Linked DNA regions of Mus musculus: region 2 is linked to region 1. Evidence: chromatin contacts called from public Hi-C data. All regions are on one chromosome and are shown on one strand. The core of a region is the stretch at or near the end of the contact, and the rest is flanking DNA. Distances in the headings are between cores, read along the strand shown.

Evidence for each region. A called contact is a pair of places that touch in the nucleus more often than the background predicts.
Region 2: a Hi-C map of cortical neurons shows a contact between it and region 1, with 1.8 times the contacts expected there. The contact joins two enhancer-like sites. A contact is called at or near these places in 1 of 484 Hi-C or Micro-C datasets (cortical neurons) and 1 of 115 datasets of contacts at active chromatin or transcription factors (a beta-TC-6 cell line).

What each region holds. Positions count from the first base shown.
Region 1 is chr5:44,536,231-44,539,929 of GRCm38.p6, reverse strand. All of the region lies in intron 3 of Ldb2 (LIM domain binding 2), which reads left to right. Among named protein-coding and RNA genes, the nearest start is that of Gm40297, 110 kb to the right of the region's middle. Within about 2 kb of position 1,714, at least 56 of the 459 cell types and tissues checked have an H3K27ac peak or open chromatin away from gene starts, as enhancers often do. A contact at or near this core is called in cortical neurons, where this site is marked.
Region 2 is chr5:45,060,920-45,064,618 of GRCm38.p6, reverse strand. All of the region lies in intron 5 of D5Ertd615e (DNA segment, Chr 5, ERATO Doi 615, expressed), which reads left to right. Among named protein-coding and RNA genes, the nearest start is that of 4930431F12Rik, 97 kb to the right of the region's middle. Within about 2 kb of position 1,953, at least 6 of the 459 cell types and tissues checked have an H3K27ac peak or open chromatin away from gene starts, as enhancers often do. A contact at or near this core is called in cortical neurons, where this site is marked.

The sequences.
Region 1 (3,699 bases), core at 465-2,964:
GCATGAAGTGCTTTTCTCATCTTAGTTAAGACACAGAGGTTTGCTTCTTGGCTTCATTTTATCTGGAATGTTCCCTCTGCTCCCCAGTGTGCTGTTTGTTTGTTTGTTTGTTTGTTTGTTTGTTTGTTATGTGTGTATGTTTTGGTTTTCTTTCTTTCTTTCCAGGAAAACAAGGCAATCACTAGAAAGAGCTGAACATAGCTCCCTTGGCTCTGAGAGCATCAATTATTTGGACCACCTATGTCATTTTGCTCCAAGGCAGAATGGACTATTTGCCTACTCCTGTAATAAATATTTCAATACTCTGATGAAAAATATCTCTTTCTAGGACATGTAGTTTCATTATAGCGACTTAATCCAGATGCTAATTATGCACATTTATTTTTAGGAAATTTGATAGGATTCGAAGGATTCATTTTTCTTCTCTCTCTCTCTCTCCCTCTGCCTGTCCCTCCCTCCCTCCTTCCACCCTTGATGTTCACTATGCTACTCTAATTTCCTTCTGTTCTTATGTTAATTAAAAATAACTTAGCCTTGTGTAATCAAACACTATGGCTATTTTAAACAAAAAGTAAGCTTCCTGGTGCCACAAAGAAAGAGAATTGTAAAACCTGAGCTGGCATTCTGGTCCTACTCCTGGAGGATTTTTAGCACATTATGTGTCTGCAGCTTACATTGTTCTAATTTAGACGACCACTAAACTGTTTCTCCCCAAATAGCATTTGACCCAATGGCTCTGAGTTGCTTTTATGAAAATTTGGTCAACTAGCGAATCGGAAATCAGCCACATTCCTAATCAACAGAGATATTAAATATCCCTCAGGGGTATAGTGAGCATTTTGCAATTTCCTGATACCAGGAACATTATAGATTAAGGATAAATATGTAATTAGAATTTTTAAATGCACATAATAAAGCCTTTCTTTTATGTTTTCAATTTCAAATCAAATAGAAAAACAAGGCTTAATAATCAGAAGAGCATGCCGGGAGAGTTTCAGAGTCAAAGCCCCTTGAGTTATTGTCAAGGATGTGAACATGTGAACATCGGGAGATCCTGAGAGAGCCACTGTAAATGTAAATTCTTGGCTTTTGCAAAGTAAAACAATAGGTACAACCCCTGTTGGATACCTGCATCACTTCTGCAAACATGAGTTTTTGGATTTTTTTTCTCTTCTCAGTTATTTATCATGAAATCATTTACTCCTGAGACAAATATAACCTGGAAGCACATTAACTAAGTGTCCTCTAAGTGAACACTTCTCACTTGATTTTCTTCACAGTTGTTTCCCATTCTGACTTTTCCCTGTGTATCACACTACAATCTAAAATTTCTTATGTCAAAGATCATATCCCCCTAATTAAGTATTATGTCCCCCAAATAAAATTTACATATGTGATATCTCTAGGTAAAATTCAGAGAGCTTTTTAGAATTTAGATAGTATTCTAAATTCTCTATTAGACTCACGCTGTTGTTCATATATAAAGATACAAAACTAAATATTCCCACCTATTAAAAAATATACACATTGCTCTATGAGAGCTGTTGAATCATAGGACAGTGTGATCAGTATTACTTCATTAGCTAGAGAGAGAGAAGGGTTAAAAAGCTACCGGGTAGTTGGAGAAATGTTCTTTTTTACTTTTCTCATTCCTGGCCGAGTCTCAAGCTAGCACGTGATCAACTGAATGCCTGCCAGCCTCTTTCTTGTTGATCCTCCGGAGACCATCTGTGCTGGGGGCATTGATTAGAGTGTGTCTGCTGGGATTACATCTTTTCTGTTGCCATGCCAACTAATCAGCTGATTTTGGTTACCACAGAAACAAAATGTCAGAGCTCACAGTACGGTAACATGAATTCAGCACAACAGAAAATGTTTTCTTAATTGGGGACCCTTTTTGATTTTTGGATTCCAACAGAAAAGCAGGATATTTTTTTCCTTTAAAGACCAACTTTAGATAAAAGCTGCATTAACTCTATTGATTAATAAGAATCTACAGATATTTTTTGAAGTGAGAAAACATTACTTTTACTTTATTAGCTATGCTTATTTTTTTATATTTCCTAACAAAGGAGACATACACTCTTCCATATGTACCTCTGTTATGGTTCTTGGTGGTTGCATAGAAAACAAACCACAAAGCTTTGGATTTCATTTAGCTTCCATTAGAGAAGGGGAGTCTCCCGGAGTCTTGGGATAATGCTATATGTATAATCATTTGGGAGGGGGGAAGAACACCGACCAAAATTCTCTTGCATCTTTCATTTTTGGATATCATTTAACTTACTTTAAAAAAAAAATCTGTTGTAGTCAACTGGGAAACAGTTCTAAGAATTCCCATTTTATACATAGTACTCCCTGGATACAGTGAGCCCATTTGACTCCAAAGGGAGCCCGTGACTTGTGGCAATTTTCCATTTTGTTGGCCTGACGCGGTTTGTCTGTAAGAGAAGTCCCAACCAGTTTGCTATGACAGAGTGAAGGAAGGAAGCACCTAACCTTGGCCCTGCAGATGCTCCCACTGAGCAGACTTCAGAAGGATTACACACTTTCCCTCTCATCATAAAACTTGGATCTAGCTGAAGCAGACCAGAGCCTTTTTCTACCCTGATCCTGTGGTTTACAGACAGAAAACAAATAGATGATAATAGCAGCAGCAGCAGCAAGAACAACAATAATAGTAACAATAAATGACCCTGATATTAAACCAGGCTAATATATTTGTTTAACTATCTAATAATCCCATCTCTTAAAAAAATAAAGAAAATATTATAGCCTATGGATATGTTTTTCCCATAGATAGTTTACTTGTGACCCTCCCTTCTGTGAAAGTTGTCACTGCAGGTGACTTGTATGAAATTAACACCCTGAAGTGGAGGTAGGGATTTGGTTTAATCTGCATGATACTTCTTTGAGAACCTTGGTAAATTAATTCCAGTGCTCGAGATGTGTTTGGGAGAATGGTTTGGGGACATTGGCGACATCTGCCTTTCTACTCACTAACACTCATAGCTAAGCTGCCAGAAACCATGCTCAGCAGACAACCCCTCTCAGAGTTTTAGGGCATGGAGCCCACATGTCCAAACTTACTCAGAAGTTCTGCTAATTGCTTCTGAGGTTGAGGTCTTCACCCAGATTATCAATAATTATCTCATTACATCCAACAGATCTTTGATAAAATGAAGATGGCAAGTGTACTTTTTTTCAGCAGAGCCTGATTAAGCCTTCTATACTGATTCTTCCCCACAACTTCTGAAATGTCTCATCAGAGTACATGGAACGCCCCCGACCATTGCCTGTGACAGTTAGAACTTCCCAAATGGCATAGTTTGTATTCTCCCAAGAGGAGAATCATTAACCACATCTCAGGATAACTTGATGTAAGCTGTTAACCACTATCTTCCTGGACTACAGCTTTACAGATTAGCCTTTACACATTCTTTCAGAAGTTTGCATATCTGTGTTAACTAGGAAATCTTTCTCCCAGAAAGTCTGAGCAAAGACTCAGCATAGTAAAAAGGAGAAAACGTATGGAGTCTAAAGGCCAAAGCCCCTGTCATTCCCAGAGATATTTCTTGTGATCTGCATCTCAACACAAACATCATGGTGACCTTTTTTGGATTCTCTCTTCTCCTAGGTTCTGTTTGTTTTATCTGCTCAGCTATATCTGCCTGCCCCGTTCTTCTTGGGCTAGGCACA
Region 2 (3,699 bases), core at 704-3,203, 520 kb before region 1:
CTATACATGCTCTTGTGAGTATATAAAATTATTTATGCATATATAAATTATATATACATATATATAATTTGTGCATATATATGTATGTATATGGAGAGGCAAAGGTCAACCCATGTCAGGGGTCTTCCTCAGTTACTCTTCGTATTATTCTTTGAGATAAAGTTTCTCACTGAGCCTTAAATTCACTCATTTAGCTAAATTAATTGGCCAAAAATCTTTAGTGATCCCTCTGTCTTCGCTCATCCCTCCACACTCAGATTACAGGCTTGTACTGCTTTGCCTGACCTATTTTAGCACTGTTGCTGGGGAGTCAAACTTAAGCCCTCAAGTGCAAATGGGCACTTCATTGACCAAACCATCTCCCCAGTGCCCCATGAGAACTTAATAACTTCTAAGGGCAGCAGTACCAATGAACCACCTTCAACCCCTTACCACGTTGATCTCTCTCTCTCTTTTTTTTATAGATAATTTTTTTAAATTAGGTATTTTCCTCGTTTACATTTCCAATGCTATCCCAAAAGTCCCCCATACCCACCCACCCCCAATCCCCTACCCACCCACTCCCCCTTTTTGGCCCTGGCGTTCCCCTGTACTGGGGCATATAAAGTTTGCAAGTCCAAAGGGCCTCTCTTTCCAGTGATGGCTCACTAGGCCATCTTTTGATACATATGCAAAATATACAACCACATTGTTACACATGAGGCCAAGACTCTAGCACATGAATCCTTGCAGAGCAAACCCTACACAGGGGACAAAGTACACCCAAACTACAGCAGGTATAGCCTGTGTACTCAAGGAGCTACAAATAATAGGGCTTACTGAAGGGAAAAGGTACATGTGGATGGCTGTAGGAGAAATAAGCAAGAACCAAATGAAAAGGCCTTATAGGGTAGAACTATGAATATTCTTTCGTAGAGACAACTCTACATACACAGGCAGGGTTGATTTCTGAGTGTATATGAGTATGTGTTTGTGTGTGTGTGTGTGTGTGTGTGTGTGTGTGTGTGTGCACATGTGTGCATGCTGGCTTAGGAGCAGTAGATCAGTTCTGAGTTGGTCACTATCATCCAAGTAAAAAATATTAATGGTTGGGTAACCATGACTAATGAAGTCTCTGAATTATGGGCATATGTACATAAAATAGTTGGATGTAGAAACCACACACACACACACACACACACACACACACACACACACATCCATATATATGTCAGCATATTCCCGGACCCTGGACTCTATAGATTATAAAAATGGGGGCTGGTGCTAAACGTGAATGCATAAGTGTCATCAGGTAAACCAGGTTGCAAGGGTGCAAGGGCAGTCAATCCTCCTACATTCTTGGGGATGGACTTTCTTGTTCTTCTGAAAGGCATTGTGGCTGTTGGTTCTGTTCTCTATTGCCTATGGAGATCATTTAAAGACCAGGTACTGAAAGACTTTTGGCTGGGAAAGGGTTTCGGTTGTAGGAAACCATTGGCCACTGTCTTAGTCAGGGTTTCTATTCCTACACAAACATCATGACCAAGAAGCAGTTGGGGAGGAAAGGGTTTATTCAGCTTACACTTCCACATTGCTGTTTATCACCAGACTGGAACTCAAGCAGGTCAGGAAGCAGGAGCTGATGCAGAGGCCAAGGAGGGATATTCTTTACTCACTTGCTTCCAGTGGCTTGCTCAGCCTGCTCTCTTATAGAACTAAGGCCCAGAGATGGCACCACCCACAAGGGGACCCCTCCCCATCACTAATTGAGAAAATGCTTTGCAGCTGGATCTCGTGGAGGCACTTCCCCAACTGCAGCTCCTTTCTCTGTGATAACTCCAGCCTGTGCCAAGTTGACACAAAACCAGCCGGTACAGCCAGAGAACCAGACCTACAGGATACCTCTAGATGAGATCCTTTCTCTTAGAAAGGAGTTTCTAATTCCTCCTTTGAGCTGTCACTGCCTACATATTTAATTTCCTTTTGGGGGGTGGGTGCAGCAGCCATCTGGCCTGCTAACAAAAGGTTTCTAACTGATTATGCAAAGTGTTCAGAGTTAAAACTTGAACAGATGTGAATTTTTCCTTCTTTAAAATAAGAAGAAAATTGAAGTGAACAGGTTTTTTCCTTCCTTCCTTCCTTCCTTCCTTCCTTCCTTCCTTCCTTCCTTCCTTCCTTCCTTCCTTCTTTCCTTCCTTCTCCTTCCTTCCTTCCTTCCCTCCTCCCTCCTTCCCTCCCTCCCTCCCTCCCTCCCTCCCTCCCTTCCTTCCTTCCTTCCTTCCTTCCTTCCTTCCTTCCTTCCTTCCTTCCTTTTTTCCTGCTTCCTTCCATTTCTCTCTCTCTCTCTCTCTCTCTCTCTCTCTCAGAAATAATAAATTTCATCATGACAGTGTATTTCAGAGAAGTATTTCTGAATAATTTTAACATGCAGAACTTCAGACAAAGAACTTAGGTTAGCATGGAGGCTGATAAGAAGAAAGAATAAGAAGAAATTTTATATTAGGTTATGATTAATTTGAGAAGAGGACAAGAAACAGGCCATATGGGCAGTAGGGGACCATATATGCTAATCTTCTTTAGCATATATGGTCCCCTACAAACCAACAATTACCCCAACAGCACACTGACTAATCTTTGGAGTATACTCAAAACAGACTGGTAGCAGAAAATAGAAATCAGAATTGAATCAGAATTCACCATATGGAATCCTCCTGTGCACCCATCATGTGTGTCCAGCAAAGCCAACAGCTAAAGCAAATCAACCAAGTCCAGTAACAGGAATTCATGATGAAGGAAGAAGTCTGGGGTGTTCTTGCAACCACTGTGTTTATGTCAGCACAGTGAATACTGGTTGTAAGGTGCAAAGAAGAGGACATGTGACAACCCCTTAGAAGTAAGAGATGTCACCAGAAATCCTAGCAATGCATATATATATATATGCAGTAGCTTCCTTCAGAGGATGTCTTTGATGAAAACAATGACCATGACTGTCTGAGCTAAGAGTTGTTCTGTCCAGACTAACCCAAGAGTTGTTCTGTCCTAGTCAGTCAGAGTGGGGGGGGGGGGTGCAATGAAGCATGGCCAGTCTACAAATAAATTATAGGAAAAAAATAAAGAAAAGATTCAAAATGCAGATAGGATATCCAATCAAGAAGACAACACAAGAACAGGAAGCAATCCTGAGCAAGTGTTTTTAGGGGTTGCACAGCCCAGTTAATGAGAATTCAATATACAATGAATAGGCCCAACGATGAGAGAATTAAGAAAAATAGAACATCACCCAAGGGAACATAACACCCCAGAGGGGAAAATGGTAGGATAAAATATTTTCATTGAAGATTTAAACACAAAGTTCAAACAGGACCAAACATTACTGAAAGGTCAGTTACAGAAGAGGTACAGAGGCTTGTAACAGCACCGTGAATACTGGTTGCATGTGCAAAGCATGCAAACAGATAGGAGGGGATAGGGAAGGCAGACAGAGAAAGATTATTCAAAGTTCAGTTCATCTGGCAAACATTGAGAATCATACCCATGAGTCCAAGTCCTCAGATTACTGTATAGATGGGCAGGGATATGGATGTTAAGGTTCTTGGAGCAACGGAAGCAAGGGATGTTGGTGACTTACAGCCGAGAGAGCTAGCATTTGGATGCCTTCTCCATCATGAAATGTAGTTGGCAAAGTGATTTGGGTCTTTAAGAATGAATGGATCATGAGGA